Regions from separate parts of the Mus musculus genome. Here region 1 is linked to region 2. A link is a contact called in public Hi-C data. All regions are on one chromosome and are shown on one strand. The core of a region is the stretch at or near the end of the contact, and the rest is flanking DNA. Distances in the headings are between cores, read along the strand shown.

Region 1 (3,689 bases), core at 942-3,441, 43 kb before region 2:
CCAGATAGAATGGTACACACACCTTTAATCCCAGCTCTTGGGAGACAGAGACAGACAAATCTCTTCGAACTTACAGCAAGGCTAACCTCCATAACAAGTTCCAGGCCATCCAGGATTACGAGGTACAAAGTTGTCCCAAGTCAAAACAAACAAGCAGCATCAAAGTTGATCTTGGTGATTCGAGGCCTCAGCAATGCAGGTGCTGGAGTAAGAAGATCTTGAGTTACACATCAGCCTAGACTATTGTATAAGACTATTTTGAAACAAAAGAAAACAAATGAAACCGAAAGTGTAAGTTTTGTCTTAGTTAAATTGATACTTGCCATTTTTTGTTGCATAAAAATGTACATAAAACATATTTCAGTCATCTTCAGTGTGCAGCTTAGTGGCATCAAATGTGTCTGCAAGACCATAAACTGCCATTGCTGTCTTTTTTTCCAGGACAATTTCAATACTCCACAAGAAAACTGTGCTCAGTTCCTCCTCATTCTGTCACTGCCTTCTGGTCCCTGGACCGGACCCATCTGTTCTCTGTGTCTAGTTGTCTGTGCTGGACATTTTGTTGACATGGGCTTCTTGGGTGTATGTTGTTTCCTGTCTTTATTCACAAAGCACCATGTCTTCAAGGTCATTGATGTTATAGAATGTTATCATGAGCCTCACTCCAGTACATGCTGAGAACTATTTAGTTTATATGAGCATCATTCAGTGAGGGTTTGAAGTGGCTTGATTCTGTGAACACTCTTATGAGCATTTGTGAGTAACTTTTATAAAACTATTTCATTTTATGTGTACAGGTGTTTTGGCTGCGTGTATGTCTATGTACCACACATGTGCATGATGTCCTTGGAGGTTAGCAGAGGACATCAGATCCCATGGAACTGGACTGATAGATAGTTGTGAGCCTTCTGTGGGTGCTTGGGTATCAAACCCAGGTCATCTGGAGAGCAGTTGGTGCTCTTATCTTCTGAGCCATCACTTTTTCTGGGCAACTTTGTGCCTAGATTCCTAGTATCAATTCTCTAGGTCATTCCTAGGAGTGGAACTGCTTAGTCATAGGATAACTCTATGTTTAACATTTATAAATGGCCAAACGGTTTTCCATAGAGGCTGGTGTACTCTGAGCATTGGTGTGCGAAGGTGTCAGCTTTTAAGCTCATGCTTGCTCATTTGCATTATTGGTGTCATTTTTTTATCATGCCAGTGGAGCCCATGACTCGGGGCTTCGCTGCCTATAGCAGCAGAGTAAGGATCTAAACCTAGTTCTGACTGATTTGCCAACTCGACCAGTCCATCCAGAGTTTGTTCAGTGTTGTTCTTGGGCACTAAAGTACCTTCATGTGCTGTGAAGCATTTCTGCTCATAGGAAGGAGGGTCAGAAGAGGGTTCAGGTCTCGGGAGCCATCCACACTCCAACCTTGGCAGCTTTGCTGTGATTTCTTTGTATGTGTGGATAGGATGCTGGATTTTGTTTGAGAGACAATAGAAGATAATGGTGCTTTTTAAAAAAGCATTTGGAAAAAAAATGACAATATGACAATGGACTCATGTGATTTTGTGGAACAAATTCCAAAGGCCTTGTAACTTCTCGTTAAGCAGAGGTTTCAAATAAAGGACACTCAGTTCTAAGCTTAGAGACCGAAAGGTAGGATTTATTCACACTCACACCTACACACGTGCTCTCGTGTGGTCAGACATTCCTGTGCCCTATCTTGATCCCCCAATTAATGACCGTTTCTGGTCCAGGACAGTGGCAGCCTTAGAAGGAGTTGCCTCTAAACGCCTATTCACTAAAAGAAAAAAAAAAAAAAAAAGTGGCCACACCCACATTTCCCAGCAGTCCTAGCTGCCACATCATCAGTCAGCAATGCTGTCTGCTCACCTTTGAAAGAAGCAGCCAAGCAACTCTCTAAACCAGGGCTGCCCATCTCTTGCTTTGCCTTTCCATTAGCGAAATGAGTTCCCACCAGCCCCTGAGGGAGGCCTTGGCCTTTCATCATTCCTAGTCATGAGGCTGAAATCCACCAAGAGCCATCCCAAGGAACCCCGGCAAGGTCAAGCCAGGTCTTAAGAGAAATAGCTTGCACGTGAGAGTGTCTCCTCCCTGCTTGGCCTCGGGCCAGGACAGAGAGGGTTGGGTGAGTTCAGGGGAGGGGCCCCTTGATCATCCACTCCCACCGAACACTTCTTATCTTTCAGACAGAGCGTGTCTTAGTAAGGTGGCGATCTGGGCCAGGAAATTTTTCTGGCCACTAGAAATCTGGCTTGATCTCAAGCTCCCTGCGTTTTCCTTGGTAGAAGACCCAGGTAGCTAAGGTGAGTTCTCCGTGTCAGCGCCACGTGTGAGATTCAGAAGTCCATGCAGGTGAACAGTCGCTGGGGGTGGGGGTGGGGGGTGGGGGGGTGAGACTTTGAAGAGAGTGGGGAGGGAGGTAGATTTTGTGTAGCTTCCTAAGACACTATCTTGATTTTTCTGAACGTTCCGATGTGCCAATAAATCACTACCAGATGTCTGCTCAGATATAGTTCAAGTGTGAGATTCCATGAGAAGATTTAATGCAACTAACTGCTTTGGGAAGATTGGGAAAAGGTGCCGGAGTATGTTCCTGCCCACTAGATAAGTTGGATGGAAGGGCAGAATTTCTTTCATCTTCTGTTCCCTACCTTCAATTAAGCATTACATCAGGAATCTTTTCGGCTCATTATCCCAAAGATTCTCCAGCTGGCTACAGGTATCAAGTAACAAACCTCTGGCTAGATGATGCTTCCTGGTTCCTTTAAGAAAGAGCCAAGGCAGACTGGGATTCACAAGTGGAAGATTAAAAACTGTAGAGTCACAGGTGGCAGTGGGGTGCTTTCAAAACCCTCTCCAATGTCCTGCCTGGGCACCACTCCTTTCCTCGTCCACCTAAACTTTCTCCAACCCCCCACTTGAAGTCAGCAGCTCAGTAGCCAACCAACATTGAACTTGTGGTACTGAAGAGGGCCCTGGAAAAATATCCCTTGTATGGCAGGCTCGGCTGCAAAGTGACCAACCGTTCTGGAAGACCTAACTCATGCTGATCAAAGCACTTGGGGTGTGTCCTTCCTTTCACAAGCAGCCTTGGCATGCACCCATACTAGCTGTGCTTGAGAGCAACTGGCCCATCCAGAGTTGCAACTCCAGTCCCCAGGCACACAGAATGAGTTACCCATGGAAAGTCGGATGCTCAGAAGTACAGAAAATGCCCTTTCCTCGTCTTCCTTCTGTGCAAAGCCTAGAGATGCAACTGTAATGTATGTCCTTCCTTCTGATGGGAAGATTCTGAGACAGAGTTAAATGTGCAGCCAAGTCTGCCTGATTTCCAAGACCTCAGGTCGTCTTATATGCTGTGATGTTTGGTCTTTTAGTGATGTGTGATCCATCTGGGAGCATAGAGCAGGGTAGAGAAGGTCACACTGCCCCTCCCCCCGCCCCCAATGGTAAACTGCCTTTGGCTCTATCATGACAGTTAGACATGCTTGGTGCCTATCTGCCACACGCATAACAATTCTTTGGGTTCTTCACTGGGGATGGAATTAGCCCATAGATACCTGCAGAGCACCGGGAGAATGTGCTTGGATCAGAGTCTATGCTCCTAGCCTCAGAAGGAGTGAGATTGCTTCTGAGATGGAGGGATATGGGAGAACAGCCGGAGGCAGGACCAAGA
Region 2 (3,739 bases), core at 632-3,131:
CTCCAAAGTGAGTTCCAGGACAGCCAGGGCTACACAGAGAAATCCTGTCTTGAAAAACCAAAAAAAAAAAAAAAATAAATAAAAAAAAAAAAGAAAGGAAGAAAGAAAGAAAGAAAGAAAGAAAGAAAGAAAGAAAGAAAGAAAGAAGGAATAAATACAGACATCATGCTTAGCAACTCCATACCTTTTAGATCATAAACGAAATGATGAACAAGACATTTGATTTTTCAATGTAAGGAGGGACTGAAGAATCCCTGAGGTGAGCTGCTTTTTTAAGAAGAGGTTTGTTTAACACACAGTTTGGGAGACTGGACATCCAAACAGCATAGCAGAGACTCTGGGTGAAGCTTCATGGAACACGATGAATGTGTGTGCAGAAGGAGATGACATCATCCACCGGAAGCTACAGAGAGAGTCAGCAGTCAGCCTAGGCTTTTATAGCCACTTGCTCTGGAGAGATCTACCTTAATTCTCCCAAAGGCAGAACTGCCAATAACACAGGAACCTCTGCCTTCTAGGCCCCACCTCTTAAAAGTCCCTCCACTTCCCACCCCTACATCCGTGGGACCAAATGTCCACCATACGAAACCTTGAGGGGCACATTCAAATAATAAATATCTGACTCTTAACAATCACCAAAGACCTTTGACCATGTGAAGTAGTCCTCCCAAGGAAGGCTTCCAGGAAGTGGGGTATAGACATCTTGATGGGGGGAGGGGCATCATTCTGTTGCTATGGTTTATGATGGCAACACTCTTACTGTATATACTTTCTCCCGTTTGCAGAGCTCCTAAACCCTGAAGACAATAAGGGATTCTGTCCATTCAGCTAGACAAAGGTAGCGATGTTATTGAAGCTTGCGGCTAGCAAACTGTGGTCCAGTACTGTCTTTAAACCCTCATGGACCACCCATGTAAAGAAGATAAGGTACTATGTAATTTGGCAATGACGCCATGACACAGGTGAGACAGTGGTGACAGAGAAAAGGAACCTGGCCTGGGAAGGAGAAAGTTGGATCTTGAGAACCACAATCTCACATGTTGATAATGTCACTTCCTAATTTTTCTTTTTGCTTTTTCCAGAAGCTTCTACTTGCCTTCTTTCCTTCTCCCCCCACCCCCCCCACCAGCCCCTGCTCACTAGAGGGAACTGTGGTTTGTTAACAATAGAAACCTTTCATAGCATCCCACTAGTGTCTTAAGAGGTGGCCTCATCCATCCTACTTTACCTCCCCTGTGCGCAGGTGCCTCTGAACCTTCTCTTCTAAAAGGGCACTGATCAGATTGATTTAACAGCGTCCTGAGACCCCAAGAAAAACACCAAGTGGATACTATTTGATCTGGCAGGAACAGGGGGATCAAATAAAGGAGTGGGAGGCTGGCATTGCTCAGTAGATCTCTATTCTAGAACGTGGAATGCTTGAAGTTGGAGTTGGGGCTGAGAGACATAGGTAGTAAGTGCTGAACAGCTTTAATGCTAAGAACTCGTATTCTTGGTGTTGATCATTGGTTGGCTATCTTGTAGTCAAAGGAGATGGATAACCGGTTTTGAGCTTAGAGTTTTTTGTGTCCATGAGTATCAGTAATTAGATTTTTAAAAAATTAAATGGGGTTACTTAGGAGCTCTTGTTAGCATAGGCAGTTAGCTGCAGTAGGGAAATCTCACCAGACCAGGTAGACAACTCAGAAACCCACAAATCTCTTTCCTAGTGGGAATTCCGGGAAGAGACACTACATTATTTTTATCTCATGTTAAATCCAGGGAAAAGAACAAGAGATTAAAAATCTATTTGTATGACATTCTTAAAATAGCAGTCTTGACTCTATTCTTACACAAACATGACGCTTGTGACCACTTGCTTATATTCAGCTGGTGACCTCACAGCTGCTTGCCACTACCAAGTAGTAATGATTCATCATGCCTCGCCCTGCTGCTCCCCAAAGACACAAATGTGGGCGTAGAATCAGAACTAAAATGCTTCCAACTCTCCGTGCTGAACACCTTGCAGGGGAACAGAAGAGGAAGGAAGCCGAAGCTGAACTGTGACAAGCTAGGTCCAGCTCGTGACCCTGAAACTGTAAAAATACATTTTCTCCGACATCTTTATCCTTAATACAGTTTTTCCTCCAGGCACATCAATTACTAGACAGAAGGGCTTGTTTCCCTGCCCTGCACAATCTTTATGTGCAAACATGTAACACCTACTGTGTGCACGGTTTTCCTTTATTCCTTCTCTGGCTCTCAGTTAAGCTATTTTCAGATACTTACAGATTTGCATACAAGTGCAAGAAATAAATCCTCAGTGTGCTTTGACCAGTTCCATCAGGGGTATTGTTTTCTTTCTCTCTCTCTCTCTCTCTCTCTCTCTCTCTCTCTGTGTGTGTGTGTGTGTGTGTGTGTGTGTGTGTTTTCTCTCTCTGTGTTCTCTCTGTGTGTGTGTGTGTTTTCTCTCTCTGTGTTCTCTCTCTCTCTGTGTGTATGTTCTCTCTGTGTTCTCTCTCTCTCTGTGTTCTCTCTCTGTGTGTTCTCTCTCTCTCTGTGTGTGTGTTCTCTCTCTCTGTGTTCTCTCTCTCTCTGTGTTCTCTCTCTGTGTGTTCTCTCTCTCTCTGTCTGTGTCTGTGTGTGTGTGTGTGTGTGTGTGTGTGCGCGCGCGCGCGCGTCTCTTTTCTCCCTGTCTCTCTCTGTTTCTCTCTGTGTGTGTTGCTGTGAATTCTGTGGATACATGTGCTGTGATCTACCTGCAAAGCTCAGAAATCTTCGGTATCAGTTCTCAGCATCGTCTATAGGCTCCTGTTCAGCTTGTTGGTGCTGAAGATAGGGTTCTCCTCCCTCTGCCTCCCATCTTCTCCTGAAAATGCTAGGATCACAGATGTGCTCTACCCCTGCCAAGCTTGTACAAGTGTTCTGGAGACTCAAGCGCAGGTCCTCACTCTCTAGCAGTAGTAACTTCTCCACCAAGTCATCTCTCCAGTCACCCCTCTGCCGCTATGCATTTTTAATGTGTCACCTATTGAAGGATATGAAGTATCTTTGAGTCATAAGCTCAGGGACAACCATTTCACATCACCTCTGATTCCAGTCCGTTGTAGCATGAAATTCTAAAAACGTTTTCTGGCCATTTTCAACTCTTGATTAGCATCCTAGTCCATTTGCCCGTGTTATGACCGAATACTGGAGATGAAACAATTTATAAAGAAAAGGGATTTATTCAGCTCAACAGTCTTAGTGACGGGGAAGCTCAAGATGAAGTGGCTGTACCTGGTGAAGGCTTCACACTGTAGTATGCGGGTGGCATCAGATGCTAGATCTGCATGAGAACTTGTCAACCCAGCATATGGAAGGGGGCAGGGAAGGAGACCCCTTTGTATAAATGTGTGATGATTCCATTGTTACAAAGGGCAGACTAATGTCCTCTTGAAAGATCCAGTCCAGTTCCTTCAGAAAGGCTCAAATCCTTCTCAAAGGCCCCAACACTGCAACAAAGTTTCAGCGGGAATTTTGGCAAGAGGGGGCCATATTGAAAGCACAGCCACTGTGTTTACATTGTGAGCAGAAAAACAGTGCTGGAGATACAATTTCTCCTGTGACTCCAGAGAGAGGGGGAGGGGGGGGCGTTTGTAAAGGCAGTAGATGGACAGGTAAAGGCAGTAGATGGACACTCCTGTGGACACATGGTGGGGAAGAGCCCCAAGCTGCTGCAAATGTTTAGGAAGCCCCAGCACAGAGAAGCACAGCTATT

Evidence for each region. Hi-C and Micro-C count contacts between places; a contact is called where the count stands out from the background.
Region 1: a Hi-C map of epidermal suprabasal cells shows a contact between it and region 2, with 2.0 times the contacts expected there. The contact joins the promoter of Adtrp here to the enhancer-like site in region 2. A contact is called at or near these places in 1 of 39 promoter capture datasets (macrophages), 4 of 484 Hi-C or Micro-C datasets (epidermal suprabasal cells, liver and nephron progenitors), 3 of 115 datasets of contacts at active chromatin or transcription factors (double positive thymocytes, embryonic fibroblasts and embryonic stem cells) and 4 of 9 other capture datasets (adipose tissue, embryonic stem cells, liver and 1 more).

What each region holds. Positions count from the first base shown.
Region 1 is chr13:41,846,118-41,849,806 of GRCm38.p6, reverse strand. Adtrp (androgen dependent TFPI regulating protein) reads left to right here and starts at 2,191. Exons shown (of 7, transcript NM_001145875.1): 1 at 2,191-2,316.
Region 2 is chr13:41,802,298-41,806,036 of GRCm38.p6, reverse strand. All of the region lies in intron 4 of Adtrp (androgen dependent TFPI regulating protein), which reads left to right. Among named protein-coding and RNA genes, the nearest start is that of Adtrp, 43 kb to the left of the region's middle. Within about 2 kb of position 1,881, at least 56 of the 459 cell types and tissues checked have an H3K27ac peak or open chromatin away from gene starts, as enhancers often do. A contact at or near this core is called in epidermal suprabasal cells and macrophages, where this site is marked.